Linked DNA regions of Mus musculus: regions 1 and 2 are each linked to region 3. Evidence: chromatin contacts called from public HiChIP or PLAC-seq and promoter capture Hi-C data. All regions are on one chromosome and are shown on one strand. The core of a region is the stretch at or near the end of the contact, and the rest is flanking DNA. Distances in the headings are between cores, read along the strand shown.

Region 1 (4,835 bases), core at 2,325-4,824, 400 kb before region 3:
GAATAGCGTAGCGCTCCAATCTCAGAGAATATAGGAGGTAGGATTCTGCCGTAGGTGGCGGCTCCTCACCCTGCTCTCTCATGTGCAGCAAGCCAACTTTATGCACTGTATGCATCACACTGCTAGCACTCACACACTTTTGAACCTTGTACTTTGCGAATGTCCTCTACCTCTGAACTACACACCAGCCTGCACTTCTCATTTTCTGATAAAGAGGCTCAGAGAATGTGAACCGGTGGGTGGGTGGTGCATTCTACACAGCGACCTCACATCTAACCTTAACTCAAAGGCGCAGGTGGAGAGTGGAGTTTCATGGCTGCCATCTGCACAGCGCTTTGAGGTCCTTCGTCCCCATTCCCTCTACTCTTTAGCCCCAGAACGGCCAGGTGCCAAGGCCCCCATTTTCAGAAGCAGAAAAAACGCCTTTCCAAGCCAGACACACAGGCCTTTGGGATTGCATGGGGGATCAGATTCAGCCTCCCCATTTTACAGAAGGAAAACTGAGGTCCGAGTTTCAAAAGCTTAACCGGGGTTTCCAGAATCGGAGCAACAACAGAAATGTCAGACCTGGAAAGGATCCTGAAGATCAGCAGGCTAAGGAGACATGATTGGTCAAGGTCATGGGGGGAGGGGGGGAGGAGAACTCAGTTTCCTGACTGATATCCTTGCCGGCACCGTCTATGGTATCCAGTGGCCCAGGGTCTGTTGACAAAGCAGGTCAGGGCCAGCCAGCACACATTAGGACAAGAGCTATCAGGTCTGCAGGAACAAAGTTGGGACTTCCCAGAGTGGGGTCTTTCTGGTCATGCTAGTGTACTGACTAACAGCAGACACAGGTCTGCAGTGTGTGTGCCAGCTCCCAGGACTGGGACACCACGGGGCTGAGGGAGGTGTTAATTTACAGGCAGCACTTATGAAGTCTCTCCAGTCTCTCCCTCGCCTCCTACAGACAAATGACATATTATGGTCACTTCAGGGTCTTACAACAAATACAGACACACGGTGTCATGAGTCAATCGATATAGTCAAATAGCAATTCCGATGCTTATTTCACAAGAAAGACCTTCAGGAAGACACTCAGCTGTTCAAGGTCATGCATTTAGGTTTGAATCTGTATCCACGGTTCCCCTTGCTCAGACCTTGATTTTTTTTTCCCCCCCAGGAAGCTGGCTGCCATCAGGGTGTAGGTGCTGATGGCCCAGCTCCATGCCCTAACTCGGCCACTGTAACCACCTCAGCACCAAAGCCCCATACCAGGAAGCCAGCTCCTGGATCTATCAAAACAGAGGTACTGGTTAGTTCCTGCAGCATGCCACAGGGCCAGCCTCACACCAGTTTGGTGTCCTTGGGAAAAGAAGCTGCGAGACTTCCTGCCCAGAGTCTCTAACTCCTCAAAACCCAAATCTCAAGCAAAGAGGGAAGCAGAGAGAGACCCGGTGGCTCCCACTTTCAGTTCGCTGAAAGTGGGCTGGAAAACTTAAGGTAGCTTGAAAAGCCCCCTAGATACCATCTCCAGGAACTTCTGGGCTATGCAGCCTCGGGAGAACCCCACCAATCACCCAGCAGAACAGGGTGCTCAGGCTGGGCAGGAACCCCAACCCTTGGAGAAGGAACAGCATTTTCATGTCATTCTTCCAAAAAGAATATTTTAAAATCTCTTTAGACCCAGCTCTTCTCTATCTCTTTGCCTTCAATGGGTGGTCCCCGTCTCTAGTCAGTTGGGTACAAACCTGAACCAAACCTCAACCTCCTCTACTTTCTTGCCATCCCCAAATGGCTGGCTGTAGCCATTCCTATGAACTGGATAACGGTTGGCATTTCTGGACTGGGACCTGACTCAGGGGCTTCTGACTGGCCTTGGCAGGCAAAGCTGAGAGGTATCACTCTGGGGATGAAGGTAAATAAGTCTCTGGGGATCCCTGTGTTCTACCACACACCTAAGTGCCTTGTACCTAGTTCCTTACTCTACGCAAAATCCTTAGACAGGCCAAGTCCTAAAACACCCTTTCACAAAGAATGTAATAAATCCGTACTGATTCCTGTTGACAGGACAGAAAGGGCCACTTGCTAAAGGATATTCCTGTCTTACACATAGCTAAGCACCTGCCTCCTCTCTAGGTCCCATCCCAGCTGTAGGAGACCAGCCAAGCCTTGGCAGCTTTTCTGAAACCAATATCAGAAGCATCCCATCTCGTGCACGCTCCTGACCCTCCCTCCTGCTACATAATGCCAGCTCACAGGCCAGAGCTGGAGTTTAAGGACCAACAAAAAGGAGGGAGAGGCTGCCCGCCCGCGTTGCAGAAGTGGTTCATTCAGAGCCTGAGAAGCAGAACCTGGTAACAAGTGGGGCAAGAAGCTCACCTATCTGGTGGTGGCAGCAACAGCACCATCATGCACTTACCTATCTTCATGAGGCAGGCCAGGAGAATCCAGAGGGAGATCTCAAAGGGTGTGCGCACGTGAGGGTAGTCAATGTCCAGGACTGGGAAGGCCTTCCGAGATGGCTTACCGCCATGTTCAATGATTAAGTTGGTCAAATTGTGGTCATCTGGGCGATGGAGAGGCTCTGATGGTGCCGTGGTGACATCCCCAATTGAGCGTTCCCGGGGTGGTTCAGAACCTCTGATGGTGCTGGCAGTAGGGCTGTGCTGGAGGCCGTGGCTCCTGAGAACAGGTAGCAGTCCCACCAAGGCAACCACCACCAGCAAGGAGGGGAAGATCCGAGGTGGATGAAATCCCCAGACGCCGGACCACCGAAGCATCATACTGATCCCCCAGCCTAGGAGGCCTCAGCCCTTAGCGAAGTGCGTGTAAGACCTGGGACATAGGTAGCAAGGAGTCCTGCAGATGGGGTGAGACTGGGGCAATCTCTAGGAAAAGTTCATGTTTTAGAGAAGTATTTTCGTTTTCTAGAGATTCACAATCTCAAAGTCCAAACTGCAAAAAGGGGTTAAGTACCTTGGAGGGACTAAGGAGGAAACCGAAAGGATCTAGAACTTCAGGCTGAGAGAAGGAAATCGGGGAAACTGCGTCCTGAAGAGAGGGGAAGGGCCGGATAGGCTGGACCACGGGCAAGGGAAAGGAGGAAGAAGGATAGGACCTTTGGCTAAGGAAAATCACCAGGGTGCTGGAACTCGGCTAAAGGGGAGGGGTAAGGAGCCTGGGCTAAAGACGGAAAAGGGTGAGACCCACTCCGCAGGGAAAGGCGAGAGAAGGCTGGAAGGCCAGCCTGGGATAAAGGAGTATAGCAGGAAAAAGGCTGGGGCTTTCCCACCCACAGGAGAGCCAGGGTCCAGCCGCGCCGGGCTGAGATTCCGGGGAAATGGAGGGAGGCGGAAGACAGAGGCAGACGGCCTGGCGGGAAGGTGCCTCGGCGCAGGCTGGAGGCGGCTCGCAGTGAGCCAGCAGCAACACACCCCTCCTTAAGACCCCGGTGCAGAGCTGTGTTCCACCCCGGCCCAGCGGCAGCTCCTTCGGTCAGCTCCAGCTCCACTTCCAGACCTGACACAGCCCCGGGTCCCGCGGTAGCGGACTGATGCCTCGCTGAGCACAGCGCAGCCATTTATAGGCACCAACGAGTAGCAGGCGCAGCAAGCTAGAGAGACCTGTCAGCGCCCGCGCGGTGCAGCGGCCCCTGTCGCCCAGGGAAGGAAGTGTCACGTAAGAAGAGGAAGCCGAGACCTAAATTGGAAAAAAAAAAAAAAAAAAAAAAGTACAATCTAACACGAGTGACATACTGTACTATCTACAAAGTGTTTTCTTGTTAGCATGTGACTTTGAACAAGTTATTTAGCCTCTCTGTTTCACAGCTTTCTCAACTGTAAGGTGGAGATGGATAGCTATAACAAAAGGATAACAAGATGGTTAAATGAGGTGATCTATGAGAAATGTTTAGAATGAAAGGGATGGGATCGTGGTTCAGAGGTAGAGTGCTTGTCTACCATTGGTTCCTATGCCCAGTGTCACAAAATAAAGTTAAATGAATGAATGAAATGGGCTAGAAATCTGCACTCTGTATGTTCCCAAGCATTGACCTGTGCTGAGGACCGTGTGAGCTGAAATCCGTTCCTGCATCCCAGCCACAGGTGCTTTGATGGCAATGTATTGGCTTCCCTTGACTGTGGCGGCATAACCCCAGCCTCCCTGTATCCGTCTTTAGGTCCAAATTTCCCCCTTTAAAAGGACTCCAAGCAAATTGAATTAGGAATTGGCCCTAATGGCGTACCTTACCTTGATCAACTTCAAAAACCCAATCTGAGCCACGAACGGTGGGAAACTGTAATTCCAGCATTTGGGAAACTAAAGAAAGAGGAATTTTTAACTCAACGTCAGCTTGTGTAACAAAGTGAGTTCTAGACCAGGCTGAGGTCAGTAGGGAGACCCTGTCTCAAAGAGATTTAAAACAACAACAACAACAACAAAACCCCTCATCTAAATAAAGCCACATTCTCGGGCACTGAGGGGTGGGCAGGGGTAGGACTTCAGCTTCTTTTGAAAGGGCGTGTTTCAACTCATAACAGTAGTGAAACAACCAAAAAGTAAGAGGCTGGGTATTGTTTTTGTCTGTCTGTCTATCTGTCTGTCTGTCTGTCTGGTTTAAAGAGAAAAGAAGGATTTTTATTATCTGCAGACAGAAAACAGCTTCCAGAAGGGGCATGTTCTGTTTTGTGCGAAAGGCTACATTCTTACAATGTAGCCCAGCTGGCTTCTAATTTTTGGCAATCCTCCTGCCTCTCCCTCTCAAGTGGGATTACTGGTATGCACCACCACACACAGCCGGAACTGGAATTTGAATGAATGATATTGATTAGAGTTCAGAAAGGTCGAGACATTGT
Region 2 (4,590 bases), core at 1,169-3,668, 330 kb before region 3:
TGGCTATGTCCACAGCCATCTAAAAGAGCAAACTTGGAGCCACTTGTAGCAGGAAGAAAGACAACTTCTGTCCTTCTGTACCTCTAGGGACATAACCCTGGGTTTTCTCTCTGGAGTGTGATCCAGCTAGCCAGGGATAGCTAGCCAGTTTTAACCTGTCCAATTTTCCGTCCATCAGAAAGAGCATGAGGCAGAGCCCTTCCGCAGGCGTGCATACCTTCTGTGACCGACAGAAGCCCCTTCCGGACGGTGCAGCGCAGTATTATGTCGCAGGTAGGGCCCAGCCTGGCTCTTGCCAGGACCTTGGCTCTTTCTGGGACTTCTGGGGGCTGGGGGTTGGGGGTTGGGGGCTAGAATCAGGTGGGTCTAGACTTCTTCTTCACTCCTCATTTTGACCAGCTGTGTAACTGTCAACAAATCACTTAACTCTGAGGAGTTTCTTCTCTTTAAAAATGGGATTGTAATCCCAGAACTCGAGAGGCTAAGACAGGAGGCTCAAAATCGCAACATTAATCTGAAAGAGCTAATAATAAAATCAGTCTGGACTTCTCAGCAAGACCCTGTGTCACACACAAAATGACCGAGGGCAAGCCTGAGGCTGCTGACCTGTTGACTATCCTGAGGCTCAACACTTGTAGCTAGCTGCCTCCATGCAGTCGGTGGCTAGCCTTTCCCATTTGGCTGTCTTTACACCGTGCCCTGGCTCTCTAAGTAGGGGCTGAAGTCTCATCCTAGGGTCGTGTGCTCTTCTTGGCAGGTCACCTGCCGGTGAAGCTGCCTGACTATAACAGCCGTCTGAGAGTGCTGGTTGCCACCTATGTGACCTTCAGCCCCAATGGCACAGAGCTGCTAGTCAACATGGGAGGAGAGCAGGTAGGTCCCCTGCCTGGTGAGACTCTCACCCACAGTCCCTGTCTTGGCAGATAAAAGTAACATCTTCTTTGTAAATGACATGTGACATGTGAGGGACCAGCATTACCCTAACCTAGCCTTCTCTTTAGAGAACTAGACAGACATGGCATTTTGGTTAAGAATGCTCTAGAAGGTCTGCAAAGTGGCTCCTCAGGTAAACATGCTGTTCATGCCAGACAACCTGAGTTTAGTCCCCAAACCCTGAGGCAGAAGAGAGAACCCACTCTCCAGCTGCCCCTCTGGGACACTTTTTATTCCCAGCACTTGGGAGGCAGAGGCACGTGGATCTCTGAGAGTTTAAGACCAGCCTTGCTTACATAGTGAATTCCAGTCTAACAGGAGTGATGGAAAACAAACGGAAGGAAGCGATCCTGACATCCATGAGCACTGTAGTGTGTGCTTGCCGGGATTCCCGGTACACCACACGCTCACAGCCTAATGAAGAGGACTAGGGGTGTTAGTCACTGAACAGAGTGCTCACCTAACGTGCACAAAACCCTGAGCTTGAGCCCTAGCACCACACAAGCCAGGAAACAGGGATGGTGATTTGTGCCTTCAAGTCCCACTGTGCGAGAGGTAAACACCAGAGGATCAGAAGTCAAAGCTTATCCTTGGTCATACGCCCAGCAGAGCTCTGGAACAGAATAAGCACCGAGGCGCAAGCACTCAGATAACAGATGACACTTGCTGACTGACAGGAGAAAATTGGCAGTGTCTCTTTTAGTAGCTTCCCTTCTCTGAGACCTCATTTTTCTCATCTATAAAACAAGATATTTGCACCTTTGAGGATCTTTCAGATTTAAATATGTGCTCCCAGGGAAGGTCCAGTGTCAGCAAGGGCTTTGTGTAAGTCACATAGCCCGCCCACCCCAAGACTCAAAAGCCTGGAGGACTTTCCTGTTTAGAGTTCCTTTCATGGTCCCATCTGGCGAGCTCTATGGCTCCGTGCTCAGTGCTCACTGGGAGTTGAGGAGTCTGATCTTGAAAGCTGCCCAGATCTGACCGAGGCTTCAGCCACATCCTTGCCTCACGGCCTCCATCTCTCCCCAATCCTAGGTGTATCTGTTTGACTTGACTTACAAGCAACGGCCATATACCTTCCTCTTGCCTAGAAAATGCCACTCCGTGGGTAAGTTCTCCCTTGGGGAACCCATGACGGGGTGGGTGGAGGCTTGTGTACTTATGTCCCTCTGAGGAGAAGCCCACTCGTTACTCTGACCTGTGTCTACACACTCCAAAAGAGAAGATCTCTACCCTGGCCTTATCAGAAGGATAGTCAGACGGGTCAGAGCTCTGTCCAAGGCTTATGGAAGATGGGCCCTTCCAGTGCCCTGGCTCTTAAGCACTTGAGGTAGCTGCCCTTTCCCTTCTCACCCTGGTTCATGGATTTCTCCCTGTGGCTCACAGCTGAGCCCCAACCTCTTCTCCCCTCATTCCCTCCCCGACCTCAGCTGTGGGGAATGGCAGACAGAAAGGAGCTGTACCCTCTGTAGCCAGCAGAGGGCGCACGGGCTTTTCTTTATTCCACTGCCTGCCTGTCCTGACTTGTTTTCTGGGACTGGATCTGACCTGGGAGAATAGTCTCACAGTGGAGCCATCAGGTCCCATGATGGAAGCCAAGGGATGCAGAGAAGTGAAGCCCTCCTCCTCAGGCATCACTCTTACTTTCTTCTCATTCTTCCAGAAGTCCAGAACGGCAAGATGTCTACTAACGGGGTGTCCAACGGCGTGTCGAATGGCCTACACCTTCACAGCAACGGCTTCCGGCTGCCAGAGAGCAAGGGGTGCATCAGGTGAGGCCAGCTGACCTCAGTGGCCTTCAGTCTCAGTGACAGTGTGTGGACGGGGAGATAAGCATGCCCTATAAGCCTGTCTTCGTGGCGCTGGAGAGAGACTACTCAGCAGTTGAACACTGGCTGCTCTTTCAGAGGACCCAGCTTCCATTCCCAGAACCTATACAGCTGCCATAGCTGTCTGTAGCTCCATTTCCAGTGGATCTAGTGCCTTCCTCTGGCCTCCTCAGGCACTGCACACATTTGGTGCACAGACATTGATAGAGGAAAAACATCCATAATACAAAAATCTCAACAAAACACACACATACAATGCATGTATGCATGTGCACGCACACACACACACACACACACACACACACACACAAACAAAAAACCCTCCCTCCTGACCTCAACCCAGTTGTGAATCCCAGATGGTAGAGGTTGGGCCAGAGGGGCTTCTTAGAGGGCAGCTAGTGTTCCAAAGGCAGCTTCTATCTGAGAGGCTGCCAAACATACCCAGATTGAAGTTTGTCCTTCTGCCCCAGCCCTGGGGTAAGGGTCCAGAGGCTAGCTGCCTCTGAGTATTGACTTGGTCTCCCATGCAGATAATCCGTCCCATTACAGTAGTTCCCATTACAGTACATCCCTGCCTCTGTTCTCTTCCCACCCCTCTGTTGTCTCGTCCTTGAGACAGACTTTTCCCATAGGAGGAAGTAGAGTGGTCACAAGATTAGTTCAGTGCAGATGAAGGTGGCACCAGTGGCTGTCACCCGAACCCCAGCATTTGGTTGGTAATGGCTTTCCTGCCGCTCCTTTACTGGCTCAAAGCACTTGGAATTATGCATATTCTTTCATGGTAATAGATAATGGCCCAAGCTCAGCATGAAAGTGGCCCCATCTCCTAGATGGCAGTGAGGTGCCAGGGTCCACAAAACCATGCGTGGCCCTTGGGTAGGGCTACTAATCTTTAAGTGGTCTGACTTGGCTCTCCTTCCCTCGCAGCCCCCAGGTGGAGCTGCCCCCATACCTGGAGCGTGTGAAGCAGCAGGCCAATGAAGCCTTCGCCTGCCAGCAGTGGACCCAGGCCATCCAGCTCTACAGCCAGGCTGTGCAGAAGGCCCCGCACAACGCTATGCTCTATGGCAACCGAGCTGCCGCCTACATGAAGCGCAAGTGGTGAGTGGGAACCGCAGGGGTTTCTCGGTCAGAACAAGGGCTGAAGCACCTGGGCCATGAGACCAAGTTGCTAGGGCATCCACAGAAGGTGGCATTGGCATCCCAGCTCTTGGGGCCTCTTGAACATAGGCCCCCTCCTTTCTACCTAAGGCTGAGGTAGCACAAGACATTTAGTGTGTGGGAGGGAGATTCACACGTTGCTTTGTTATAAGGTGTGAATGGAAGTAGGGATTAAGAGGGGTGGTGATACTAATTACTGGAGAGTTGAGGCTTGGGTTGGACTTTTGAGAGAAGAGTGGGACCTTGATAGATCCGACTGCAGAGCTTGGAGAGCTCATTTGTACCTTTATAAAATGAGTCTGAGGCTGAATGGCCCTGCAATCTGCTTTCTGGGTTCTTACACCCATCACTGGACCACATACGAGCTAGACCTCAGACATACACTGGCCTGTGATAATGGGATAGGCAGGTCAGGATCCTAAGATGCCCCACATCTGCAGAGATCATCAGTGTCCCAGCCCTGCCTGCAGCACCATCAGACAGGCAGGCAGGCAGACCCCATCCCCCAGCCAGGGCCAAGACTAGAGATGGATAGAGCTGGGCCCACAGCCATTTCTGCTCCGTCTGGCATCCGTCGGCTCTGCCCAGACAGACAGGCCAGCTGGTGTGCCATCGTCTGGCTGAAACTAGGCAGGCCTGGGGAAGCTTAAGGAACCCACTCAAGTCA
Region 3 (4,681 bases), core at 500-2,999:
CTCATTGCATCCAATTCTAGACTACAAAAGGCTTGCTTGTAGGGTGGCCACCTGGAGAGTGGGGTACAGATGCGAACCCTGCTAACCTTCTTGGAATGGGCCCTAGTAAACGTGACATTTAGTAGATGCCAACTGTGTGCTGGTTCTCAGAGGCCCTGTCAGCGAAGCTTTCTGGTCCTCCATGCTTTGAGAAGGCAAAGAACTGTGTAGAGCCAGCTGGCCTGGATCTGATAGAACTTCATCTGCCTTCTCCTCCATTCTCCCCTCTCCTCCCCGCCCCACCCCTTCCCATTCTATTTCTGTTTCCCCCACCCCACCTGTCTTTCTGCTTATATCGCTCAAGGTGGTCTTGAACTCGTGACAACCTCCCTACCTCTGTTTGCTGGATGCAAGGATTATTATAGGCATGAGCCACTAGGCACAGCTTTGGTATGGGGAGGGCTAGTTTCTTCCCCAAAGTTCCAATGAGAAAAGCAAAAGTCCAGAGAAAGCTAGCTCTCCTTGAGGTCTGCATAGCAATTAAAGGCCCATTCTTGCTAAGAGAACATGTCTCTGAGGCAGGAGACCCCTGAACACCAAGCGGCACCCTCTCACTCCCTCTGTGGTGCAACACACCCGGATCAAGGACCAAAAATGGGGACGAAGGCAGGGACCAAAGTTGGCTGCCAGCCTTGAGCCTGCAGCGGCCCAAAGCCAACTGGCCTCACTGCCCTGTGTTGCCATGGAAACAGCCCCTGCGGGCATTGGCGGTCAAAAGCAGGATTTCCGTCGGGGCTGCCAGCAATTCCCGGATCCCGACAGGGACGCAAACCTTGACCGCCACTGCGGATAGGGAAAAGCACCCAGGGAGGTCTGATGCCCCAGGGTGAGGTCTTCCCCAGGAAACCCAGATCCACGCCTCCAGCTGCTGGAAGGAATCCCCAGGGTGTCTGGAACCCGCTGCCCCACTGATGTAGCTAGAGGGTCTGGGGGGAGTTTGCAGACTCCCCGCTTCCCTCTGAGGAATCCAGATAGCCGGCCTCTGAGACCCCAGAACTGCACTCTGGACTCCGAGTTCTGCAGAAGTCACTCTCCTAGACCCCCTTCTCGGGAACTCGCGACCGATTTCCTCAGTATCCCCTCCCCCTTTCCAGTTTCCCCACCTACTACCCCTCTCTCATACCCCCTCAGCTTCTTTCCTTTTTCTCCTCCTGAAAGCCTCTCAGGGCTCTCCCTAGACGCTTTTGGGGGATCCCACAGTGCCTTCCTGTACTTTCAGCCCTCTCCCCAAATTTTATCAAATTTACAACACAGTTTCCCTCTCTTTCCCCATTTAGACTTTTAGGGGGAATTTTTGGTCTGCCTTCGCCGTACTGCCTCGGCCTTCTCCTAGGTTTTTATCAGCCTTTTCCAGCTTTCCTTAGTTTTCCTTCTTCATTTCCTTTCTGAATGGGATCCCCACCCCCATCTCCCGCTTTCAACTTGCTCAGCTCTCAAAGTTCAGGTTTACCCCCAAATCTTCCCTCCAAGGTGAGGACGGTTAGGGGCGGGGCAACATTTGCCCTACCAGCCCCCACCGGGTTTGGCCGCCTACCTGGTCTCAAGGGAGCCAGCTGCGGGTGACTCGATCTGGGGCGAGCCAACCCTAACTTCCAGCAACCAGGAGAGGCGATGTGGGGGGTAAAGTGAGGTGCTACCCGCCTCTGCCCCTACTACCTACTCTGGGGAGGGAGGAGGAAGCCGTCTCGGACTTCTCTTATTTTGGTGACTGCGGAGGAGGAGGCGGCAGCCAGAGAAGTCGAAGTCACGCCTCAGCCCCTAGACTGCTGCCCAAAGCCAGGAGGGGCCCCCAGATCCAAAGTCCGCTGGCTCCCACTTCCCGCTGTGGATGGGCTCTCCCAGCGCTGTCCCTGCGCCCCAGCTCCTTCCCAAAGGTTCCGGCCAAAGGGACCTGTCCCTTTAGTTACTAGAGTGGGATACCAAGGGGGTGGGGGGTTGGCCATCCCAAAGGCTCCCACTCCCCACTCATCTCCTAGGTAGGAAAACACAGAGCCAGGTCAGGATAACTTGGCCCAAGTTCACATAGCCTGTAGCCTTTACACTACTGTCACTACATTTGCCAGGGATCTTTTGCCTGTCACTTATACCCTGCCGCCTCATCTTTAGGAACTGGGCGGTGGAGATAAGGCCCTTGCCTTTGGGTACCTGTTTTTCACAACAATCAGCTCCCATCAGGCTACTGCCACACACAAGTTTTAGAGAAGCTGAGGAGAATCCTTAATCAATCACAGTGTCTCTAGGAGAGCCCTCCCTATACTCCCCCAGCCCGATACCCACCCTCCCTTTAAAACCAAGAGTTATTACCAGTATTACCTCTCTAAAACCAAGGTGCACTGAGACCCAGGAAATCCCCCTGCCTGGGGAGGGAGAGCTAGGGTTGAATTGGAAATGTTTGTGGGAGGGTGAGGGCTTAAGGCATGGAAGATTCAAGTGGGTGTCCCCGGGGCTATACTGATGATAGGCGATGACGATGCGTGACTGGGTTTAGAATCAACAGCTCGGACACATTATGCAGTCAGGTGTGCTTCTGTGTACAGACAGGGGTGTAGGGGGCTGTGTGTGAGCGCCCTAAAGTACAAGTTCAGGAGGATCATGGTGACACACACGGTGTCAGCAAGTGATGGATGCAGATAGGAATGCTTCTCTCAATGAGCCATGGCAAACACCTTTAACTCCAGCACTTGGGAGGCTGAGGCAAGCAGATCTTTGTTGAGTTTGAGGCCAGCCTGGTCTATGGAGTGAGTTCCAAAACAACCAAGGCTACACAAAGAAACTCTGTCTCAAAAAACCAAATAAAAGTGCTTCTCTCTTAGGAAAATATGAAGTGGGTGTAGGAGGAAGAAAGGAAATGTAGTGGAGGTTCAGGGACTGTGGGAGGGTGGCTTTACCCTGCCTGGATAGCACTGCCACCATTATAGAGCATCCTCTAAGTTGGCCTTGGCCATTGATCCATGTGTGCAATTAACAAATAAATGTATATCGTGGCCAATGGGAGCCCAGCCATAGGGAGCCCAGATACAAAAGGAACAGCCGCACCAGCTGCACTCCCAGCTACTCAAGAGGATGCTTGAGCCCTGTGGATTGGAGGACAGCCAAAGAGGAGTAGTGATTCTCTACCTGAGAGGAGGGAGGAAGGGAAGAGGAGGAGGAGGAGGAGGGGGAGGCAGAGGAAGGCAGGGAGATAGGACAGGAGAAGGCAGAGATTAGAGGAGATGGGAAGAGAAGACAGAAGAGGAGAGAGGAAAAGAGGAAGGAAGAAAAAACAGGAGGGAAAAGAGAGAAGCAAGGGAGAGAGGGAGGGAATAAGGGAGAGACAGAAGGACATACACTGATCTTGGAGGAATTGCTCTGTAATTCTTCTTCTAAGTCCAGCTCCTGGGTGGCTCCCTAGGGGCCTTCCCCAGTGTTCACACACTTTCCAGCAGAGCCCTCACCTGCTCTTGCCTGGAGCACTCTTCTTCTGGTCTGAAACCGGCTCCTTCCGGTTGGTTACTATGTTTGCTCCCTCCTCAGAGAAGCCTTCCTGACCACAGACTTCCGTCCCATGCTACCTGGTTGCAGAGACAGACTCCCTAGCTGTTGGTGCCCTTGGACAAGTTATGCTTGCTCTCTGCATTTCCATTCTTCATGCAATAAAGACTGCAGAAGACAGCACTTCACAAAAACCTTGGGAGAGACCCTGTAGCTGTCACACCAAGGGCCTGCCACGTGGTAAATGCTATTTGCTTGTGGACATCCATTCCCTTCTTCCTTAGATCAGACTTCACAGTTTTGAGTCACTGTCAGCGCTGGGCAGGATGGAGGCTAGGGCTCTGGGATGGATTCTGGCATAGTCGGCATAGTCACAGAAGCAATGCACAGGGCCAAGCAGCCACAGGATGACTCAACGAGACTGTTACTTCTCTCGATGCCCTATGTTCATGTTCCTTTAAGACAATCCCAGGGGCTGGAGAGAAGGCTCAGTGGTTGAGAGCAGATGGCTTCTCTTTCAGAGGTCATGAGTTCAATTCCCAGCAACTACTCGGTGACTCACAACCATCTGTCATGGGACCTGATGCCTTCTTCTGGTGTGTCTAAAGACAGCAAAGACAAAAATCAAAAGGCAGCTTGCCGGCCTCTGGTCTTGTCCTCTGTCTTCGCTTCCCTTTTCAGCCAGTTTGGCTTCTCCTGTCCTTGGTCAAGCCAGACCCATTGCTTGCCTAGAAGCTCAACCTATGAGAATCCAAGCAGCCACTTTCCCTGAGGAGACGCTGAGGCCAGGGCCATGACTCTGTGACTTCAGGAGGAAGCTCCTGGGGCCTGGCCAGATAGACACTGTAAAAATGAGTCTGCATCCCCTCAACCTTCTGGGGACTCGCAGCTTCTGCCACCCTGCACCACCATTTCTCCCTTGACAAATTTATCCTCTCAGCCTAGAGACATGTTGTAGAATCTGCTTCAAAAGAGAAACCTAAAGTCATACTGATTTGTTATTTTTTATTACATTATATATATATATACATATATATATACATATATATATATATACACATACACACACACACACATATATATGTGTGTGTGCATGTGTGTGTTTGCAAATTTGCAGGAATGCACAAATGTGTATGTATGTGTGCAGCAGTCAGAGGACAGCTTAAGACAG

What was found. HiChIP or PLAC-seq counts read pairs in DNA pulled down with a chosen protein or histone mark. Capture Hi-C pulls out chosen DNA fragments and counts their contacts.
Region 1: a promoter capture Hi-C map of liver shows a contact between it and region 3, with 3 times the contacts expected there. The contact joins the promoter of Slc9a1 here to the promoter of Fgr in region 3. A contact is called at or near these places in 5 of 115 datasets of contacts at active chromatin or transcription factors (T-cell acute lymphoblastic leukemia, double positive thymocytes, embryonic stem cells and 1 more) and 2 of 9 other capture datasets (liver and pancreatic islet).
Region 2: a contact with region 3 is called in an H3K4me3 HiChIP or PLAC-seq map of embryonic midbrain, with 5 times the contacts expected there. The contact joins the enhancer-like site here to the promoter of Fgr in region 3. A contact is called at or near these places in 9 of 39 promoter capture datasets (the 3T3-L1 cell line, 3T3-L1-derived adipocytes, hippocampal neurons and 5 more), 1 of 15 datasets of contacts at CTCF or cohesin (large pre-B cells), 2 of 484 Hi-C or Micro-C datasets (bone marrow-derived macrophages and tail fibroblasts), 10 of 115 datasets of contacts at active chromatin or transcription factors (T-cell acute lymphoblastic leukemia, acute myeloid leukemia, double positive thymocytes and 6 more) and 4 of 9 other capture datasets (adipose tissue, embryonic stem cells, liver and 1 more).

What each region holds. Positions count from the first base shown.
Region 1 is chr4:133,368,474-133,373,308 of GRCm38.p6, reverse strand. It overlaps Slc9a1 (solute carrier family 9 (sodium/hydrogen exchanger), member 1), which reads right to left and starts at 3,574. Exons shown (of 12, transcript NM_016981.3): 1 at 2,402-3,574. The coding sequence starts at 2,765. Mir5122 (microRNA 5122) reads right to left here and starts at 3,533; the gene lies at 3,445-3,533.
Region 2 is chr4:133,299,834-133,304,423 of GRCm38.p6, reverse strand. It overlaps Wdtc1 (WD and tetratricopeptide repeats 1), which reads left to right. Exons shown (of 16, transcript NM_199306.4): 8 at 179-273; 9 at 758-873; 10 at 1,969-2,041; 11 at 2,597-2,705; 12 at 3,690-3,863. Among named protein-coding and RNA genes, the nearest start is that of Tmem222, 24 kb to the right of the region's middle. Within about 2 kb of position 2,418, at least 33 of the 459 cell types and tissues checked have an H3K27ac peak or open chromatin away from gene starts, as enhancers often do. A contact at or near this core is called in stem cell-derived epiblast-like cells, where this site is marked.
Region 3 is chr4:132,971,163-132,975,843 of GRCm38.p6, reverse strand. It overlaps Fgr (FGR proto-oncogene, Src family tyrosine kinase), which reads right to left and starts at 1,749. Exons shown (of 13, transcript NM_010208.4): 1 at 1,574-1,749.